Regions from separate parts of the Mus musculus genome. Here region 2 is linked to region 1. Evidence: chromatin contacts called from public HiChIP or PLAC-seq data. All regions are on one chromosome and are shown on one strand. Each heading gives the region's core, a stretch centred on a gene start, on an enhancer-like site or on the middle of the called end of the contact. The rest is flanking DNA. Distances are from core to core; before and after follow the strand shown. Region 1 overlaps Cers6 (ceramide synthase 6). Region 2 overlaps Lrp2 (low density lipoprotein receptor-related protein 2).

The links. HiChIP or PLAC-seq counts read pairs in DNA pulled down with a chosen protein or histone mark.
Region 2: an H3K4me3 HiChIP or PLAC-seq map of bone marrow-derived macrophages shows a contact between it and region 1, with 5 times the contacts expected there. The contact joins two enhancer-like sites. A contact is called at or near these places in 3 of 115 datasets of contacts at active chromatin or transcription factors (bone marrow-derived macrophages, embryonic forebrain and stem cell-derived neural progenitor cells).

Annotation. Positions count from the first base shown.
Region 1 is chr2:68,870,571-68,877,099 of GRCm38.p6, forward strand. All of the region lies in intron 1 of Cers6 (ceramide synthase 6), which reads left to right. Among named protein-coding and RNA genes, the nearest start is that of Cers6, 12 kb to the left of the region's middle. Within about 2 kb of position 3,266, at least 146 of the 459 cell types and tissues checked have an H3K27ac peak or open chromatin away from gene starts, as enhancers often do. A contact at or near this core is called in bone marrow-derived macrophages, where this site is marked.
Region 2 is chr2:69,545,557-69,552,085 of GRCm38.p6, forward strand. It overlaps Lrp2 (low density lipoprotein receptor-related protein 2), which reads right to left. Exons shown (of 79, transcript NM_001081088.2): 3 at 5,274-5,396; 4 at 3,384-3,500. Among named protein-coding and RNA genes, the nearest start is that of Lrp2, 37 kb to the right of the region's middle. Within about 2 kb of position 1,520, at least 2 of the 459 cell types and tissues checked have an H3K27ac peak or open chromatin away from gene starts, as enhancers often do. A contact at or near this core is called in bone marrow-derived macrophages, where this site is marked.

The DNA of each region.
Region 1 (6,529 bases), core at 2,016-4,515:
TCCCTCTCTCCCTCTCTCCCTCTCTCCCCTCTCCCCTCTCCCCTCTCTCCCCTCTCCCCTCTCTCCTCTCTCCCCTCTCCCCTCTCTCTCCTCTCCCCTCTCTCCTCTCCCCTTCCCCTCTCTCTCCTCTCCCCTCTCTCTCCTCTCCCCTCTCTCTCCTCTCCCCTCTCTCTCCTCTCCCCTGTCCCCTGTCTCCTGTCCCCTGTCCCCTGTCCCCTCTCTCTACATTAGTGAAGACTCTTTAGAGGCACTAGGGGCACCAGGAAGTCTCAAGAGAGGGAGAGGGATCATTTAAAGTAGGGAGAGGACATGGAAACCATCTAAAATCTTGTATGGGACTGACTTGGCCAGTACCAGAGAGAGTTGCCAACTAGTCTGAGTGGCCCTGCAGATCTTGCCTTAGTAAATCACGTTTCAAAGCAGGATGAAGGCACTTGGCCATGTAAGCAGAGCGGTAATTTGGACACAGTGTCTTGAGTGTTGGAAAATGGAGAAGGAAAGTGGCAATCAGTCAGTTTGGTGTTGTAGAGAGTAATGGTGTCGTGTGCCAGTGGGCGTGTCTTCAGGAGCATCGGCGTGACGAGCATGGTGCACTGAAATCAATACTCTTGTATGTTTCCTGCACTTAATTAGACATGAACAGCTGTAACAAGAGTTAACAGGTGCGCAGAGAGATAGCAGAAAGATTATGCAACTTGGGTTAAAGTCTGGATCTTCTTTAACCAGCCACGTAGCAGTGGACTGAATTCTCTGGAGTCAGTTGTCCTCAACTGAAAAATGGGGGTAGAGGTGCCTGCTTTGTAGTTCTGAAAGGGGACCCAATTAAAACTACACATCGTGTCATTCGGATACGGCAGTGTAGGGTTTAGCACCTCCTGGGAAGTAATGTTCAGTAATGGAATTTTTAGCCTGTTAGTGTGGGGGGCATGGGAGGGTGCTGTGGTGCAGGCTATGAGGTCCAGTTATGTACTTGACCCTGGGACTGGAAGATTGAATTGGTTGAGTAAATATTTAGTGTTGGGACTTGAAGCACTGTCTTCAGCAGTGCCTGCCTGGTTAGGGAGGAAGACGCAGGCACACCCCCTCAACTCTCCGTAAGGAGTAGTGCGCGCCAGAGACTGCTTGTTTGGTTACACAAAGGTCATCTGTTTTGAAGAGGTGACGGCCAGTGACAAGCCACATCAAATCTGGATCCCTGGATCCCCGGATCCTGCACCTTTGACCTTGGGAGAAATCTTTCTCTAGGGTTTTCTAAGGAAACTCCATTCCTGTCCTACCTTGCAGGGAATCTCAGCTCACCTCCCACTCCTGGTCTCATCTCTGTTTTATTGCCTGCAGACCCAAGGGAAATGGGCTCATTTGCTATTACCACTGGTAGTAGCAAACATAAAAATTGGCATTCGTATTGACTAAGGATCAGAACTTTATTCTGGCACTTACAAACCACAGGCCTGGAAGCAGGTTAAACCCCTTCAAACACAGTTTCTCCGTAAAACATACAGAGTTAGTATGAGGTTGGGGAAGAGAATGGTTGGAGGAGTGGCTGCTCTTCCTGCAGGTTTATTCTGGCCATTCATAGGTGTCTCCTGGCAGTCACTTTCTGGGATGTGGGCAGAACTCTGATGTCCAGATACCACATCTAGCTGACCCCACTGCGCATGATGAACACACACACACACACACACACACACACACACACACACACACACACTTCCTATACAGAGCCAGTATTATCTAGGCAGGGCATCTCCACTCGTTGGAATTGTGTGTTCCCCATTCCCTTTCCTCTTCTTTCTTAGGTTTGTCTTCTGGGAAGGCTGATTGTTCTAGTGGTATCAGCCAGAGTAGCCCTAGCAGCTTCATGAAGAATGGGGTCTTGGCTACTCCATCCGCATGTAATACATTTGATGTGCTTGGGCATTAATAACAAGATAGCTCAGAGCTCCTTTTCTCCCACGAATAGCTTCCCAACATGGGAAAGCATCAAGACTGACACTGACTGATCCCTTTCAGAATTTGAGGTCCTATGGATTACTTCCTCTTGATGCCGAAGGAGAAAAGAAATACGGCTGGAGAAACAGCTCGGCAGTTAAGACTGTGTCCTTCTCTTACGGAGGAAGGAAGCTCTGTTTCGAACACCTAAGTCAGGTGGCTCATAGCTGCCAGAAACTATGGCAGGGTGTCTGATACCCCCTCTGGCCTCTGCAGGGACTGTATGCACAAACTCATAGTTACACAATATACACACAATTAAAATATTAAAATAAAAAAGAAGGTTCAGTCTATTACCTTTGAGATCATATTTATAAAAACCACAATCATTCAACTTGGGCTGGAAAAAATACGTTGGTGTCTTTTTCAGAGAAACAGATGAGTAGACCCCCCATTTGTGTGTGTGTGTGTGTGTGTGTGTGTGTGTGTATGTGTGTGTGTGTGTGTGTGTGTGTGTGTGTGTAGTATTTATGTCTAACCTCACTTCACTTCAGAAATGCAGGAGGGATTTGCTCTCAGCCATGGGCGTTTTTTCAACTAGCCATAATTTAAATATAATTTGTAAATGTCTGGCCGTGTAAGTAATACTTTAAATCTGCCATTTGGAGAAAAGGGCACTGACAGAGTATTTTAGGGTGATTTAGTACAGTATTTGTGGTGGGTTGTCCTTTAAATGAGGAAGTGAGGCAGAGATAAATAAAACCACAATTCTTACAGTGGCAAGTCCAAAAATTGCCTTAGCCATAGTTAGCGGAATCGTGAACTTTCTTGCTTTGAAGGAAGTTGAAACTTACTCTTTCCAACCTACTTCAGCCTACCATGGATCAGCCAGTAGGGTGGGGATGGTGATCGCTCGCTTCCAGTAAGGGGAGTATATTATTTGTAGGTGATGTTAAAAAAATAATAAAACTGACTCAAAGTTGTTACACATCCAGGCAAACTGATTCTAAACCCAAATATGTTAAATCGATAAAATACTCTTCAAGAGCTGGGTGACCTGTAACGCTGTCACACATGGTATGGAACACCCGTAATCTGAAGCCATATTGAGAAATAATGGCCAAGGTGTGAAGCTCTAGCTCTCTTTACAGGGCATGGAAACAAACCTTAGAGCCTCAGAGGGACTGTGGTACTCAGGTCCTGGCAGAGCCTGGAATCTTCAGACAGTGCCCCTGAGGAAGGACCCACAGCGCAGGGAGAGCTAGACTCACCGTCCTTCCCCACTAAGCACTTGTGTGTCATAGCCAGGGTCATCCACACAGTGAAAACAGTTGTACTGCCTCACCCTACAGAGACTGAGAGTGACTGTAGAAAGGAGATTCAGTGGAGACGGAGTGGGAGTGGCAGGAGCTCCCTGCCTCATTGTCCACGTGCCAAGATTTGTGACTTAATTTTTTTTTTTTTTTATTTTAGTGACGGGTATCAAAAGTGTGGGTTGTGGATCTCAGATGCCCAGGGCCAGTTCTCTGTGTACTGGCTCCTTCCCGCCCACATGTTGACCCTGTGTGTCACTGAAACCATGTACTCGCCTCCCCCACCCCGCCCCCGCCTTGGCCACTACTGTGTGCTCCGTCTAGCTTGTTGAGCTGATTGTTCGTCAGCCACACTCAACAGGCTGCTTGTGGCTTGTAAAGGGAAAAAATAGATATCCAGGTGGTGGTTGGCCACCAGCTGTTATTTCTGAGGCGTGGGCGGACCAGCAAGTACTTAGTTGCCTATGTGTCTTGTGAGTCTGATTGTGTCGAGCTTTTCAATGTTTGATTCTTGCTTTCCCTACAGTTGGGTACCTGTGTTTATTTGAAAAACCAGACTCTGAAAACAAAAGGGTCACCTGACTATGGCTTAGCGTTTGAGGATCAAAGGGCTAGGAGGTTCCAGGCATTCTGAGGTTGCCTCCCTCGGAGGTAGCTTTAGCTGTAGCTCTCTAAGAGCTGGGTTCATGGTTGTCAGCCTGCCCTCCTGGCCCTCCTCAGCTCTCTTCATCTGGCACAGTCAAGCCATGTAAGACTGGAGGGCAGCTAGTGGGCAAGCTGGGGCTTGCTCCCGCCTTTTGGCCACTGTATCTCACTTCCTTGCTATTCTGTATCTTAGTTCCCCTCTTGCTTGAAATAGGCTAGGTCATCAAATCCAAAGAGTATGATGTGCATGCATGGAAGCAGTTTGAGGGGACTCGCATTGACCTCTGGCCCTCAGCTGTTGCAAACTGTTCTGTTATCCCTTGTATTTGCTAGAGTGATGATGCGTGGGACCAGTCTACATCCATACACGGCGAGTTCCTGGGAGCTCTCAGTAGGATGTTTGCTAACCTCAACATTAAAATTCTTTTATGTTTTGAAACTGTAATAAATAACACAGAATAAAATGTTCACACTGTTTTCAGACGTGACTTCATGGTACAGGGCTAAAGTTTTTTTCTGATTTAAAAGTAAAAATAAAAGGATATGCAGCTGGTTATGGCTTTCCATGATGTTGAGATGATAGATTTTTTTTTTTTTTTTTTTTTTTTGCTGAACAGTTTTCTCTCTCTCCAAAGCTGAAGATGACGAGACAAAGAAATGTTGCATTGAAATAGAAGCGAGCTTGCAAGCCTTCCTTCCTATCAGCCCCCATTCCACTTTGTTAGCCAGTGTCTAAACCTTTGCCCAACATTCAGATAACCCAAGGACTTTTACGCCTTTCATGTTGTCTAACGTGTTCCTAAAGTGGATGCACTTGGTCCTGGGGACTTTTAATTTGGCCTGTTTTCAAAGTCCATCTAAGAGTGAGGGTGTTACTCTGGGAACTCTGAAGAAGTGACAGGAGATGTGCTTGCCTTTACAAGTGGAGTTGAGCACATTATTTCTTGTCCTGAGGCCAGTGCTCAGATTTGGAGAAAGTGAGACCCAGAAAAAAGAAAGGAATTGAGAGAGGTGACATTGATTTTGTTGATTTTCAGGGTGTGCCACAGCCAGAAAGACTTAGAGCTCTGATTTGGACCAAAACTTGGTAAACCTGGTTCAAACACATTATACCCTAGTGGGTATTCACACTAATTGTAAATCCTAGCTCTCAAATGTGTAGTTATTTACCACTTACCCAACAAACAGCTGTATGCTTTGGTTTTTTATTGTGGTCAACAGGACACATACAGAAACATGCCCAAAATATGCCTGACTGAAGAGATCACCGAGTCACCACAACGAAGTGAACCCACTAAAGATGTTTTTGTTAATTAATACTTTAAAGCTTTTTGGCATTGAGACGTGTCCGCTCCTGGCAGCACCCATCAACTAGGAAGAAGAGCCTGGACATCAAAGGCCCTCCATTTGGAGATGGCTTCATTTGTGGCAAGCCAGCCACCCCACAAAGAAAATGCCATGTGTTTAACTAGTTAGACAGATTAAGAGACCATTGTTAACTTCCTTTCTCATAAACTTCCTCTCTTAGTATTGACCTAGTTTTATAAATTAAGTAAAATTAAATTTCAGAGTGAAGATACAAAACCTAGTACAGGCAACAAAGCTCATGTTTCTACTCAAAGCCATTGGTTTCCTGTGAAGGTCAATGTTGTCTCTGGTGTTTGCCACAACCAAAAACTGAGTACTTTTTCTTTTCAGGGGGAGGCAGTGGAGAGAATGCACACACACACACACACACACACACACACACACACACACGCGCGCGCTTCTGTTTTGGCTGTCAAATTTAATGTTATGGCTGGGAATGTAGCGCAGTGTACAGGGCTCTCACAAAGACCTAGATCCCACTCCTAATAACACCACTGGTAGGAGAAAAGCAAATAAGAAAGTATTTTAGAGAAAAATGGGAAGAGGATGTGAGTCTGTAAGCAAGAGAAGGAACCAGTTAAAATAACCATTTTTCTTTCTTTCTTAAATGTATTTTACTATATATATTTTTGAAATTCCCCTACACATGCACTAAATTTAGGTCACTTTCTCCCTTTTCTTTGCTATTTTAGTTCCTCCCGTGCTGTCTCCCCCCCCCCCCCATCAAATTCAAGACCTTTCCATCTTTATCGTTGTCACACACACACACACACACTGCACATGTATATATATAAATACAGACTGCTGAGTCCATTTTCTGCTGCTCATGAGTATTTGTGTTTAGTGCTGAGCTCTTGGGATCAGATTAACTCTCAGGGGTCTCTTCCCTGGAGAAGACCCAGTCTCCCTCTCTTAGCAGCCATTAGTCGCCTGTATTCTTTGCCTGGGATGGGATTGTATGGTGCTGTCCTTGTGCCCTTCTTGCTTAGTGACCATATTGCTGAGCTTTTTTGCCACATATAGAAGACAGCATCTCACAGCAGACATCCTGGTTCTTAAACCTTCCATTGTTATTCTAGACATGTTGAAACATTATTGTTATTCTGAGCATGCTGAAACATTATACTGTTTTACATTTAAGACTTACACTCCACTTAAAACACATGTTTTTCTGAGTTCTTCTTATCTAAGAAAGTTTTTCTAGTCTATGTTTGGCTATATCTTCAATTCAGATAATAACAGATTTCTATACTGCTTCCTTATATTAATAT
Region 2 (6,529 bases), core at 270-2,769, 670 kb after region 1:
GCTATGCATCCAAACTCATGTTTAAGACAGCTAAGAATCTGATGAAATGGATCTCACCAGCACGGACATCACAGGCATAGAGACAGCTTGGCACACAGCACTCTCTACAGAGGACTGTCGCTTTGCTGTAACACTCCCTTCCTGAAGGTCCAGGCATCGATTCATTCTGCCTATCAGTCAATTTTCAACTAGAGCAGCAAGAGGGTGGCTTTGCTCCAGGAGACATTTGAGATGTCCTGTTGGGGATACACTCCTGGCATCTAATAGACATTTCCTGCAGTGCATAGAACAGTCTAGAAATCTCAAGTCTTGGTGTCACTGAAGCCAGAGTTGGCAACATTAGATACAGCTAATTTCTAGGAGACAGAAAACAAAACAAAACAAAAAAAAACAAAACCGTGGTGAAGGACAAAGAGGTAAAGGATGGGGCTGGAGAGATGGCTCAGCAGTTAAGAGCACTGACTGCTCTTCTGAAGGTTCTGAGTTTAAATCCCAGCAACCACATGATGGCTCACAACCATCTGTAATGAGATCTGATACCCTGTTCTAGGATGTCTGAAGACAGCTACAGCGTACTTATATATAATAATAAATAAATCTTAAAAAAAAAAAAAAAAAGAGGTGAAGAATGCAAAGAATCAAAACCAGACTAGAAAATTCTAGGACAACTAACAGGAAGGACTTCCTCCTCTTCCTCCCCCTCCCTTCCCTTTTCCCCATTCCCCCTCCTTCTTCTGAGTTTTGTTTATTTATGTGTAGGGTGTTTAACTGAAATTAAAAAAAAAAAAAAAACTTCCACAGTAAAAAAAAGCAGCCATAAAGAGTAACATTTCAAAATGCAAACTATCAGCCAGGTGTGGTAGCTTTTAATCCCAGTACTCAGGAGGCAGAGGCACGTAGATTTCTATGAACTTGGGACAGCAGAGCTACATAGTGAGACCTCATCTCAAGGGGAAAAAAAGGAAAAGGAAAAAAATATATAGCTACATACACTTCAAGCCAATAAATTTTTATAAACTTTCATTCCTAATACAAGGCATAAATTAAGGACGGTAGTATGTTTATAACCCCAGCACTTTGGAAGACTCGGAGTTCAAGGTCACAGTAAGATTGAGGCCAGTCTGGGATGCATGAGACATGCGTGCCCTTGCTGTTGGGCTGTGGATTGGAATCCTGACCCTGCCTTTAGATTCCATGTGGAACAAGGGTGCTTATTACACTGCTGTACGGTGATTGCCTGCCGGGTAGCTGGTGAATACCAGCTCCTTCTCTGAAGAGATTCGAACTCTTGTGGTTCCCATACACACCCACACTGGCACTTTCCTAAACGTTTTTCAAAGATGTTTAACGTGGTATGCACGTGTGTCTTCGAGGGTGTATATGCACGTGTATATGCCCACTAGGCCGGAGGCACCACACCCCCTGGTGCTGGATTTACAGGCAGTTGTGAACTGTCTGAAATGGGTGCTGGGAGCAGAGGGCGCCATCGTTCCAGCCCCACAGCAGATGAGAGCACTAAGGAGGAAGTGTGAAGGTTCCTAACTTCCTCATCTGGGAGAATCTAATACATAAAAGCAAATACGATTTAACAGAGGAGTCATTGCAAATCTCCTTAAATATGTGAGGTTTGCTTAAGGCTTTTGTGTGCGTGCACTGAAGAGCTCCTGGCACTGTCTCATTCCAGGAACAGGGATCTTGACTCTGGATCTCTCTCCTTCCCTCACCAAGCCCTTGCACTGAGAGAAAAATCTGCATCTCAAAGGTTGATTAAGGTCTGGTGAGACCTTAATCAGTAGACACAGGCACTTGTTGCCAAGCCTAACGACCTGAGTTCAATCTCCAGAACCCACATGGAGAGAACTCACCTCCCCATACTCGTGTGTGTGTGTGTGTGTGTGTGTGTGTGTGTGTGTGTGTGTGTGTAGTCCCTCCCCTTCCCTCTCTTATTGTGGCTGCTCATCATCCTCATATCCTACCATGTTTCCTCCCGACCCCCACCATCACCAACCCCTGGAAGATCCAATGCAGTTGTGCTAGCTGACCCTGCCTTGGCTGGAGGGTGCTCACACGGAAATGCTCCAGACTCTCAGCTGCCTTTCACTCTCTCAAAGTAGCATTCCTTTCCTACATTTGGCATGAAGCACCATTTTTACACATTTGTAGATAAAGGAAAAGGACACAGTCCGAGTGCTGGTGACACAAAGCCCTGGAGCTCTCTGTGAAAGATGGCCCTTTCTCCTGGTAGTGGCCAGGCTGAACCGGAAGACAAACTGAGACCTAGAACAGCCCCTAGACCCTTTGAAGTTTTAGTTCTTTTATTTGGAGAAGACTATTTCACCTGTCCTGTTGTCCTAATAGCTGGAATTATAATGATCAGAATTCACAAAATGCGACAATATGCCATATATCACCATTGTGTGGTAAAGAACCTATTGCTTGCTTCACAAAATACCAAGGCCTTATCATCTCTAAAATTGCCAGTGTCCAGTCACTTAGATGCATAACATCCAAAGTAAAAAGAAACAGCATGGCATTCCTTATCCTCCTGTCTCCACGCTAGGATTACAGGGGTGGACCATCACACCTGGTGTATTCGAAGCTGGGGATCCAATCCAGGTCATGCTACCTGACAGCCACTCAACCAACAGAGTCGCAGCCCCAGCCCAAACTTCTGTGTCTTATACAGGTTATGTCTCACTGCATAACCCTGGCCAGCCTAGAACTTGCTGTATAGACACGGTGGCAGGCCCGGAACTCATAAAGACCTGATTGTTTCTGCCTCCCGTTACACCCAGTGCCTACCGGTTTTGTATAAACCTCTCTGCCTTTTTCATAGTATACAATGCGGCAGTTTCTGTTTTGACTGTTATTATTTACATTGTGCAGAGAATACCATGATTTATATGTCCTATTTTGTGTCAATCCATTACAAACTGATCTAAGTAACTGCCATTATACAGAGATACATTTTCAAAATGTAACTATTTTCCAAAGTATTTTCTGGAACGTACAGAGTCCACAAAAAGAGAAAAAAAAAAAAAAACTACGAAATTTTACCTCGAAACTTGACCAAAGCAATTAAATATAAAAACTATAGATTTTGACCAAAAATGGATGCTGTGCTCAATGATTCAATAAGCTTGGGGAATTCTGCTAATGTTTTAAAGTTTCTTACTTCAAAAAAACCTGACATGCTAAGACAGGAAAAACAGGATGCCTTGTTAAAAGAGAACTGCCATCAGACCATCACCCCTAATCCACAAAAGAATCTGCCAAGAGCTCTCAACAAGAGGCGTATTGTAGGCATTTCTGTCCATCAGCAAACCTAGCAAGTTGATTAAGATGCCAAAGGTGAAAGCAAGCACTGGGCAAAGCAGACTCACAGCAGTTTCTCTCGTCAGAGCCATCGGGGCAGTCACTGACATGGTCACACCTGTACTCGATGGGAACACACTGACCATTGGAGCACGTCAGCTGCTGGCTTGAGCACGTGGTCCCAGCTGCGAAGAACAGAGAACTTTGTTTACAGTTATTACCAAACATAGAGTAGCCATTGATGTTTACCAAATATGAATAATGATACTGGAGGGGAAGACAAAAACAAGCATCTATTGGATGTATACTTCACAGGGACATATGCAAAAGCAAAGGTATTTTGTACTGTAGTTATTAACATGTGTTGAGCACTACAGAAATTTAAAAGGTGTATAAAAGAGGGTGAATAAGATATGGGCGTTAACCAAAGACTGGTAAGTATAGGGGTGGAGAAATAGTTCAGTGGCTAAGAGCACTTGTTCCTCTGTCAAAAAGTCCAGGGGTCAATTTCCAGCACCCACATGATGGCCCACGACCACCCATGACTCCTGTTCCCCAGGATCCAATGCCCTCTTCTGGTCTTCTTGGGCTTCTGCATGGACACGGTGCACATAAACTCATGCAGGTAAACACACATACACATAAGTGAATAAATACCTTTAAAAAAGGAAAGGGCAGCAGTGGCTCCCAGACACGCAGGAAATAGAGTCCTGGTGTCATGGGAAGGAGTAATAGGCATGACTGTACAGCCAGAACATGGAAGGGCAAGGTAGAGGCAAGAGGATCAAAGTTCCAGACCAGCCTCAGTAACTTTGCAGGGAACGGGAAATAAGGGTGTGCGGTGAGAAGGAGGGCAAAGGCAACTTCCTCTCACATAGGAGGAGAATAGACAGGGAGCTGTGGGCGAGCATCTAGCTGACACAACTGGACAAAAGACAATGAACACCTAGATAGCATGCATAAAGACAGAAGGCTATGACTGGGAACAGCAAGCTTTCTGCCCCAAGAACAATTTAAGGACCAGGAAGGAAGGCATGGAAGCATCATTGCTATCTCCATGAGGCAACTGGAAACCAAATCATGGCTCGAAAAGGGGTTTAGTAAGGTATTTAATTTGGCTATTGTCATTTCGGTTTTTAGACAGTATTTCACTCTGTCACCCTGGCAGGCCTAGAAAGCATTATGTAGCCCAATGGCCTCAAGCTCACAGCAGTCCTCACACCTCTGCTTAAGGTATGTGCAGGCACACGGTCTAACTGGATCTCGGCAGCAGTGTCTAGCAGCAGACAGCTCAGGTGCCAAGCACAGAATGAGAGGAGGGATGGAAGGGATTTCTGAGCCTAAGAAAGATTCTGGGACAAGTCAGGTGGGAAATGGTAAATTAGTGTGGCCAATGAAAGAGAGGGAAGAATCAATCAGAAATAACTTCCATGTTCCCAGGGCAGGTTCCAGTGGGAACATGATTTCTTTTGGTGCTTGTGGATAACATATTTCCTGCCGCAAACAGAAATCTATTTTAATATAAAATACAGGCAAAAAGAAAGATCTGGGACCTAAGCATAGCTTTGAGTCCTCATCAGCCCACAGAGCAAAGAATAGCAGGACCATCCTGAGATGGGGCTTGCTCACTACCACTATTTTAATTTTATACTTCAAATTAAGGCCTGACAAGCTAACCAGTTCCAAGCTTCAGGGGTCTAAGTCTGTTGTATAGACACACTTTATATGACCCGGCCTCTGAACCAGATTAGCAGGATGAGATTACCAGCATATCACTAGATAGTTTAAGTTCCAGAGCCTTGGTGATGAAAAATCAGCTCTCTGTGTGTCACCTGTATACAGCACACTAACTGGAGATGGAAGAAGAAGAGGAAGAGGAAGAGGAAGAGGAAGAGGAAGAAAGAAGGAGGAGGAGGAGAAGGAGAAGAAGAAAAAACCCTTTCTCTAAAACCACTTACGGCAATTTTGCTGTTCATCTGCACCATCGGAACAATCCTTATCCTGGTCACACACCCAGGAGCTAGGGATGCAGGTGCCTTCGGCAGGACACAGGAAAAAGCCTGAACCGCAGGACCTGGGAGCTGAAACAAAACCATAAAGAGGGGAGGGGCTTATGCAGGCCAACTGCTTGATACAGTAACAGCAGTGCTTGCTGGGCACAGTTGTTAGATCATCCCAGCGATGGCATCCAAACAGGTAATCTCAAAGAGAGACTTAAGTAAGCACACATGCACACTCATCTAACAGAAGTCGCAAAAATCTAATCTATGTAAAACAAAAAAAAAAAATTAACTAGTGTTTTTTGCTAGATTTCTAGCATCTAAGCGTAAAGTGTCACAGTTGATGAACAATAGGTGAAATTTGAAGAGAGAGAGAAACCAAGAATGAAATGATTCTTTCCACATTTACTTGTTTTAGGAATTTTGGTGAGTTCTGAGCCTTAATGTCTGCATCCTAAAAGTGAAAAAAATAATGTGTGTAAAAGAGCCATGTAATGCTAACTCTCATTGCCACAGGCACTATTGAGGTCATAGTCGTAGGGCACCGAAATGTCTGAAGACCTGGAGACTGTCTGTGCATGCCCGCATCCTAGAATACCATTTGCACATTCTGCCCCCTCCCCACTCCCACCCCCATTTCTTAAACAGTAAAATCCCAGGAATCAGAGTGAATTAATATCATATGATCATGTCCTACGATATCATATGCCAAAATCATAGCTGAAAATAAAGTATCACCTGATCAATTAGGGACTAGTAGGAATGCACAACCTATCAGGCTCCGCCCCCAGCCATGGAGTGGCATCTTGTGGTTCTGCAAGATCTATGTGTATGTGTAAGTGTGAGAGGCCCCAGACATATTTCTTTCCTTCATTCCCATTTCGAATGCATCACTGGAGCGTGACAGCTGCTCAGCTGTGCATGGAGTGGTCAAACACTCATGTTGTCTGCTGCCTTCCTGACTGGGATGATAACCCTCATCTGTTGACCTGTCAGAATGAAGGACTTCACAGCCTAGTGACTCATCACTGGTGACGAGTCAGAGCAAAGGACTAGAGGGTTAGAGTTGAGGTAAGTGGCTTGAGAGGAGCGGCCATGTCACCTGTAAGTGACTCAACTACTGAGACTGTTTCCTAATCTGGAATCTATGCAGAATATTCTGGCATTATTATAGCATTATTGCTGAGAGCTATATGAAGAAATGTGTCAAAATG